Linked DNA regions of Mus musculus: region 1 is linked to region 2. A link is a contact called in public Hi-C data. All regions are on one chromosome and are shown on one strand. The core of a region is the stretch at or near the end of the contact, and the rest is flanking DNA. Distances in the headings are between cores, read along the strand shown.

Region 1 (3,250 bases), core at 655-3,154, 100 kb before region 2:
ATAAGAAGAAACAATATCCAAGAGATGAGATAAAAGCAATGTTAATAAAGGTGGGATTCTTAGCGGTTACTTTCCATGCTATGAGAGGTTAAATGCATTAAGCATTTGGGTAGATGAGACTATAGAGACTCTATGATACTGATTTTGGGTACACTGCATTAATGTGTATTTCTCCTGGCACAGGTCCTCTTAGCAATGTGCCATTTCAGTTGCCTTTGAGTGTTCTGTTGTGATTTCCACAGCATATATCCACAGAAAGCAACATTACTTACTTAATGTTTGCATTGTGGAAAAAGAAAGTGAGAACACACAATGTTGAGATAATCTGGTGGTCGGTGTTATTCTGCTATTTTATATTTCCACAGAGCTGAGGATTCAGGTCCAGGCGTATGCGCTGCAGTACATAGGGGTAGTATTAAGAGCCACTTAATCCTTGACAACAGAACAGTCTGTGCACATCTGCTAAGTGTCTGCTGGGCCTTCTCCAGGAAGTGTGGGCTTGAACATTTTTCCATGCATGGCCTGCTCATTTCACTTCTTAGTAAGGCTGGATATCAGTGTCTATACATTTTGGCAGCACTCCCACGTTTTAGAAGTAAGCACAACTTATTAAGTTGTATTAGAACGTGGTTACTGCTAGTCATGCTAGCAAGTAACACATCAGCAAATAGTCTTCTGTTTAAAAAAAACAGTGTACGTAGGTAATTAGAATAACCTTTGCACCTCAACTCAATGACTGAGCCTCAACAGTCCCTACATTGATAACATGTATTGAACCTAAAGTAGAGCAGAGCTCTACATGAGTAGTACTGCAGTAGTGAGTAGTAATAATTTGTAATTTCATGTTTTAAATGACTTTTAATAAGCATTACACTTCTATGGGATCATAATTAAGGCATTTGTTTGGTTGGAGCCCACCGCTCACCCCTGCTCAAGCACAAGCTGGGAAAAGCCATCTGCCCTCCTTCTCCCAACCCAGTCCGCACTGAAATAACTCTAAAGAAAGTGTCCAAAAGGCACTCCTGGCAGCCAGTGCAACGTGCCTTCTGACATGACCACCTACCCAAATGCCCTCCCAGCTGCCTAGCTTCTGACCATGCTCCTGGCTCACACGTCATCACACCTCACCTGAGAACTAGAAAACTTCCCTGCCTTTCCTCAGCCCTGTTCTTGGGGACTGTAATCAACTGGGGAGTTGTGCCAATTAAACCTGCATTTATTTACTTATTTATTTATTCTGGTCTGATATAGCTTATATTGCATTTGGTAGAAAAGACATATTAGTATTATAAATAATATACAAGTAAGTTTTGGTGTAAAACAGTTCCCTACCAAGATAGATATTGATTGACCAACACTGCAGGAAAAACAACTGTTTTCTATTCTGCTTTACGCCATGTTCATATTCAATACATTAATGCTTTTTAAATATTTTATTTCTTTCATTTTAGACAGGTAGAATGGAATTTGGGGAAATTTACCACTAATTGAACACATTTCTAGATCTAATGATTAATGTAGCTGAAATAAATATTGCTAGTTATAAGAGTTTTGTTTTCTACAGTCTTTGAACATTTATTGGCTTTAATATGAAGTCAAGTATACTTCCTTACACGGTTTAAATAAGTCTCTTATGCACTGTTGCCGTAGGTAGGGTTTCCCTGAGAGAACACTGAGATGGAAATAAGAATGCAGTGTTTACTGGAGAGACTTCTTGGGCCCCATGCCATGTCAGGGCAAGAAGCCCCATCTCCATGGAGAAGGCAGACTATGATAGACTTTCAGCAGTCCCAAGTACAGCTCTGAAGCTGGCGAGGTTCCTCAGAGTTGCCTCAAGTTATAGTGAGGGAAACTGGAGTTTTATATCCCAGGTCATTAGATCCCAGCTGCTCCAGGAAGGAGTGTGATCTTGGGCCAAGACGGCTGTGTTCAGTTGAAGCAGTTTCCGAAGAGGGCTGTCCTCAAAGGGCTGTGTGCCAGCAGTTCTCTCCGCATCTATGAACAAAAGCCCTTCAGGTATAAAGGAGGCTCTACATGATGAATCATAGCCTCTGCTACGGTTAAATGTATTCATTGAATGCACTTATTGACTGGCTACCGTGTGCCAGGTATCTAGGAGCCAGGAGTGCAGAGTTGTGCAGGAAATGGTAGCCGTCTTTAAAGAATGCACAGTTGAGTGGAAGGACTTCTGTTTCACTTCCTCAGTCCCCTCCCACCTATCTGCTGGTGCTGTCCATTGTCACTCTGTGTCAAAGCAACTATCTCACAACTCCTTTTATAGCGTTGGTGCATGAGTAAGCAGGAATAGGAGGGGAATTTTATTCAGTTACTTCCATGTTATTCAGCCAGTTTCTCCCTCCATCCCTTGGTCCTTAGCTCTGTTTGTTTTCCAGTACAGGGAAAGAGATTAGAAAGAGACTCTAACTCATTGTGTACACCCAGTGCTTTGACTATTTTAAATCACTTAGGTAAACCAACATCGCTTGCTCCCTCTCCTGTGATTACCTGGCCTCCATCCTTGTTCCAAGAGCTTTTAGGAACGTGCTGTTGAAGCTTAAAGTATCAAGGTGGGATGGATGGAGGGGCAGTAAGGGTCATCCTAGTAAGACCCTGAACATATATTTCAGTGAATTCCTTGTTCTCACCCTCTCAGCAGATGGTTGTATAACACACACCATAAAAATATTGACTATATTTAAGCTTAATATCCTAAACTTTTTTTTCCAACATAATATTTTTATTAATTCTTTGATTGAGGATTTAACATCATACACCCCTACCAAGGACTTCCCAGTCCTTTCCTGCCCCTCACTCTAATGACCTCCCCCACAGCAAAAAAATAAAGATCAGTTTATGTTCTCTGTATTCTCACTGGGGCATGGTCAAACTCTCAGGGGCCTACTCTCTAAATAAAGCTGAGTCCTTCCAGTCCCTGCTGGAAGTCATCTCTCATGGAGGGCAATGCTCCAGCGTCCTATCACAGTTCTTAAGAGTTCTCTATGACAGCTTCCTGTCTAGGCTGTTGCTATTTGGGGAGGAAGGGAGGGGTTGTCACAGAAGTCTTCCATGTCCCTTTTTCTCAACTGTATCTGCAGTCATCTATATCACTGCAAAAGTAGCTTATTTACGCTTTATGGATCATAGGAGCATGGTCCCATAGTTTCTAATGTCAACACAGACCACTAACAGGGCTCCCAGTTGCTGTAGGGCCACAGACCCAGATAAGGCCCACTGATGCAGCTGCAATCAC
Region 2 (3,271 bases), core at 119-2,618:
AGTTAGCAAGTTTGGCTGGAGGAATTTTTTGAGCACACAAATTTCTCTCTGTACTTAGAAACACTTTTCTCTGTGGTAGGGGGGGTCTGTGTTTCCTAGGGTCTCATCTGAGGTAGTGTTCTACCCTCCCACAGATGAGACACTATCCTCTTTGATGAGATTGTGTCAAAGGGACAGCTCCCAGATCTGGGAGAAAGACATTCCTAGGCTGTAAAACCATAACAAAGCTTTTTAAAGCAGCTGCTCTCAACGGAAAGCAGAGAAAGAATGTACAATTCCTACAGTCCCAGGTTTTCTTAATAAGTACTTTAGAGACATCAGATGGCCAAGGTCAAAAAGCTATCAGAAATCCAGCCACAATGAGGAAAACAAGGGTACTTCCAACTTAAGTCCTGGTTGGTACTAATGCACGTCTGCACGCTAGTTCACGGAAGTATCCATTCTGTACATTTATTTCAACCTTAGACAAGTCTTCTCTTCTCACCTCTCATACCTAGAACACTAGGAAGTCATGTTCAGGGAACAGTGCAGCTGCATAAGAATTCCTTGCCCCGTGGTGTCCGCCTCCAGGTGCTTATCATGTGACCTACACCATAGGCTTCTAGGCAAAACTGGCCGGTTTATTCTACCACTTGGAACTTTGGTAAATGGGCACAAAACCCTCACAAGGAATCCACTGTATAAAGAGTGATGTCTCACCTAACACAAAAACAGCTCAATCATTGGCAACTACAGCTAGCTGGTTGTGGTTAGACATTTATTTTAACCAGCTCTCACCTGTGTGGCATTATGAAGAACATAGTATACTACTGAAGACATCAATATTGAGACACGAAGAAATGGGAGAAAATTGGTCACAGGAAGGATAGCTTAAGTCTATGGAAACTATAGATAGCAGAAGGAACTGTGGAAGAAGTAGCGAGTGCATCTGAATGCCATATATTTCACATGACTGCCTGCCCAACTTCCCCAATCCCTGTCCCTTCATCTTCAAACAGTTTCCCACCCGAATCTCACATCTTTGTAATATTTAGGATATGTATGTAATGCAGTTTTAAACATTTACGGTCCTTTATGTGGGACTTCTATTTCTCACATTTATTGCTTGTAGCATTTTACCCAGAGAAAAGCCCACGGGGGACCTAACTGCCTTGTCAGGAATCCTGTGTATCCCACCCCATTTGTTTGTATCTTAGTGGCTCTATAAAGTTTTGGAGATTTGGACTCTGCCCTCAAACTGTTCTCAGAAGTGGTCCGTTTCATCATCCAATGAGCTCTGCCTGTTTGTTGATGTGACGCGCCTGTGGACAGAAGCCAGGCGCCTATAGTAGCAATCCTGGAGAAAATTGAAGCAGCTGTGGCCATGTAATTTAAAACCTCAGCAGAGTGTTCTGTGCTCCACGCACAGCATTAGTGCAACATGAGGGCTGGATGCAGCTGGCTCTCGGGAGGACGTCCTCGCCTGCTGCAGGACAGAGAAGACTGAGACTGGGAGGCAAACCTGGGTGCAGCCGGAAAGGTCCAGATAGATGAGCTTGTGGCATCCGTTCCCCAAGTTCAGGTACTGTAAGCCTTTGTCGGTGAACTTTCGGCAGTAAGCCAGACTGAGGTTCTGTAAGTTGTGGAAGTACCTGGGGCGATGGGGCAGAGAGGGGAGGAAGGAGAGTCAAATACTTAGCTTTTCTCAAGTCTTTCTTGAGCCACTATGACAAAGAGACCGAAAGCTGTATTCATCGTGCACTCTGCTTGCAGATGTTCGGCAGTTTTACAGCTGCAGTCTCTCTTGCTGTTACGTGAAGGGGGTGTCAGTGATAGAGAAGATAATGCATGGCTGCATGTCAAAGGGAAAGAAAGGCTATCTGGGAGGATTCCATGAAACTTGATGGGGTAACACTTTTCTTGGCTGGAGGGTGGGTGGAGTCTTGCATGCATATTATTTGAAAGTCTGTTGCTGAAACCCAAGTTAGAGTTTACTCTCTAGTTTTTAGCTCTTACCTTTGCCAAACTACTACATGAACTGTTGAGAAAGATAAACATTTCATAAGCATTTTATGGAAAGTAGCTGTTCCATCATGGTGAGGAATCAGGGCAGAAAGAAGACAAAACCTTACGCAGCAAGCTAAGTGGGCAACACTTGAGACAAATAAAAAATGGGTCTGATTAAAAAAATGATTTAAAAGCCAGAGATTTCAACGTGCATGGCTTTGTGAGTAATGATGTCCTTAGGATAATTAAAAATAACGGTTCAGACTGATATGTACTCAGGAGTTAAACATAGGCTAAGAACATCGAGTAGCTAAGTGGGCAACACTTGAGACAAATAAAAATTACACAGGAGGCTGTCAATCTCACTGGAGTTGGAACAGGAAAGATGCCATTACCACAATGACCAAAATGAGAGCTTCCAGAAGAAAGGGGACCGGGCGGGCATGGGTTGGTTTAGGATGTGTCTGTTCCACCACGTAAGGGCTGGCATTTTCAGGACACTCTGTGGACAAGCTTCTAAGCCCTCCTCAGCATGGCATTCTTTAAAAATGTAAGGATTCTTGCTGCCTCCTTGTGCAATAACTACCAATACGCTCTTAGTCTGGAGTCTGCAACAGCTTAGCGGCCATCGAGTACTCTAGAAGGAGGCAGAGAATGCCCCTCCACCTCTCCTGATGCTTGCAAAGCAAGTTTATCTTAACATAAATGTGAAATAAGATATGCAACCCTTGCCCATAGGTTAGATTTAGCCCTAAAATCAAAACTCAAGTCTATATGATTTAATGGCTCTATTCCGAGGTGAGTTACTGATTGAGAACACACGTTCCCCTCTGGGAATAGCTGTGTGCATGAGATTCCACAGAAGAGCCAAAGCAGCTTTTGGACCACAGTGGCAGTGGGCTGGACCTGGAAAGAGAGAACTCGCTAACATCCAAAGACACACCCCTCTCCTCAGCCCCCCAGTGGACTGAGAATGCTTTCTCTCTCTTTCTCTCTCTCTCTCTCTCTCTCTCTCTTCTTCTTCTTCTTCTTCTTCTTCTTCTTCTTCTCCTTCTCCTTCTCCTTCTCCTTCTCCTTCTCTTTCTCCTCTTTCTCCTTCTCCTTCTTCTTCTCTCTCTCTCTTTTCTCTCTCCTCTCTCTCTCTCTCTCTCTGAGCTTGGGGTGCCATTTCTCATAACATTGCTTTAATGTAGAGATAGAGGGTGGTGAGACAGACAGTACACACCATGAAAAATACACAAGAATTTGGACTCTGACCAAACTGAGTTATAATCAGAGTCTTAAT

What was found. Hi-C and Micro-C count contacts between places; a contact is called where the count stands out from the background.
Region 1: a contact with region 2 is called in a Hi-C map of uterus, with 2.3 times the contacts expected there. The contact joins the enhancer-like site here to the promoter of Lrrc17 in region 2. A contact is called at or near these places in 12 of 39 promoter capture datasets (the 3T3-L1 cell line, 3T3-L1-derived adipocytes, the C10 cell line and 8 more), 8 of 484 Hi-C or Micro-C datasets (the 3T3-L1 cell line, muscle stem cells, myocytes and 1 more), 2 of 115 datasets of contacts at active chromatin or transcription factors (fibro-adipogenic progenitors and pancreatic cancer cells) and 4 of 9 other capture datasets (adipose tissue, liver, macrophages and 1 more).

The regions. Positions count from the first base shown.
Region 1 is chr5:21,439,162-21,442,411 of GRCm38.p6, forward strand. All of the region lies in intron 4 of Fam185a (family with sequence similarity 185, member A), which reads left to right. Among named protein-coding and RNA genes, the nearest start is that of Fam185a, 16 kb to the left of the region's middle. Within about 2 kb of position 1,905, at least 53 of the 459 cell types and tissues checked have an H3K27ac peak or open chromatin away from gene starts, as enhancers often do. A contact at or near this core is called in pancreatic islet and uterus, where this site is marked.
Region 2 is chr5:21,542,159-21,545,429 of GRCm38.p6, forward strand. Lrrc17 (leucine rich repeat containing 17) reads left to right here and starts at 1,369. Exons shown (of 4, transcript NM_028977.1): 1 at 1,369-1,561. Fbxl13 (F-box and leucine-rich repeat protein 13) reads right to left here. Exons shown (of 21, transcript NM_001199632.1): 12 at 1,502-1,631.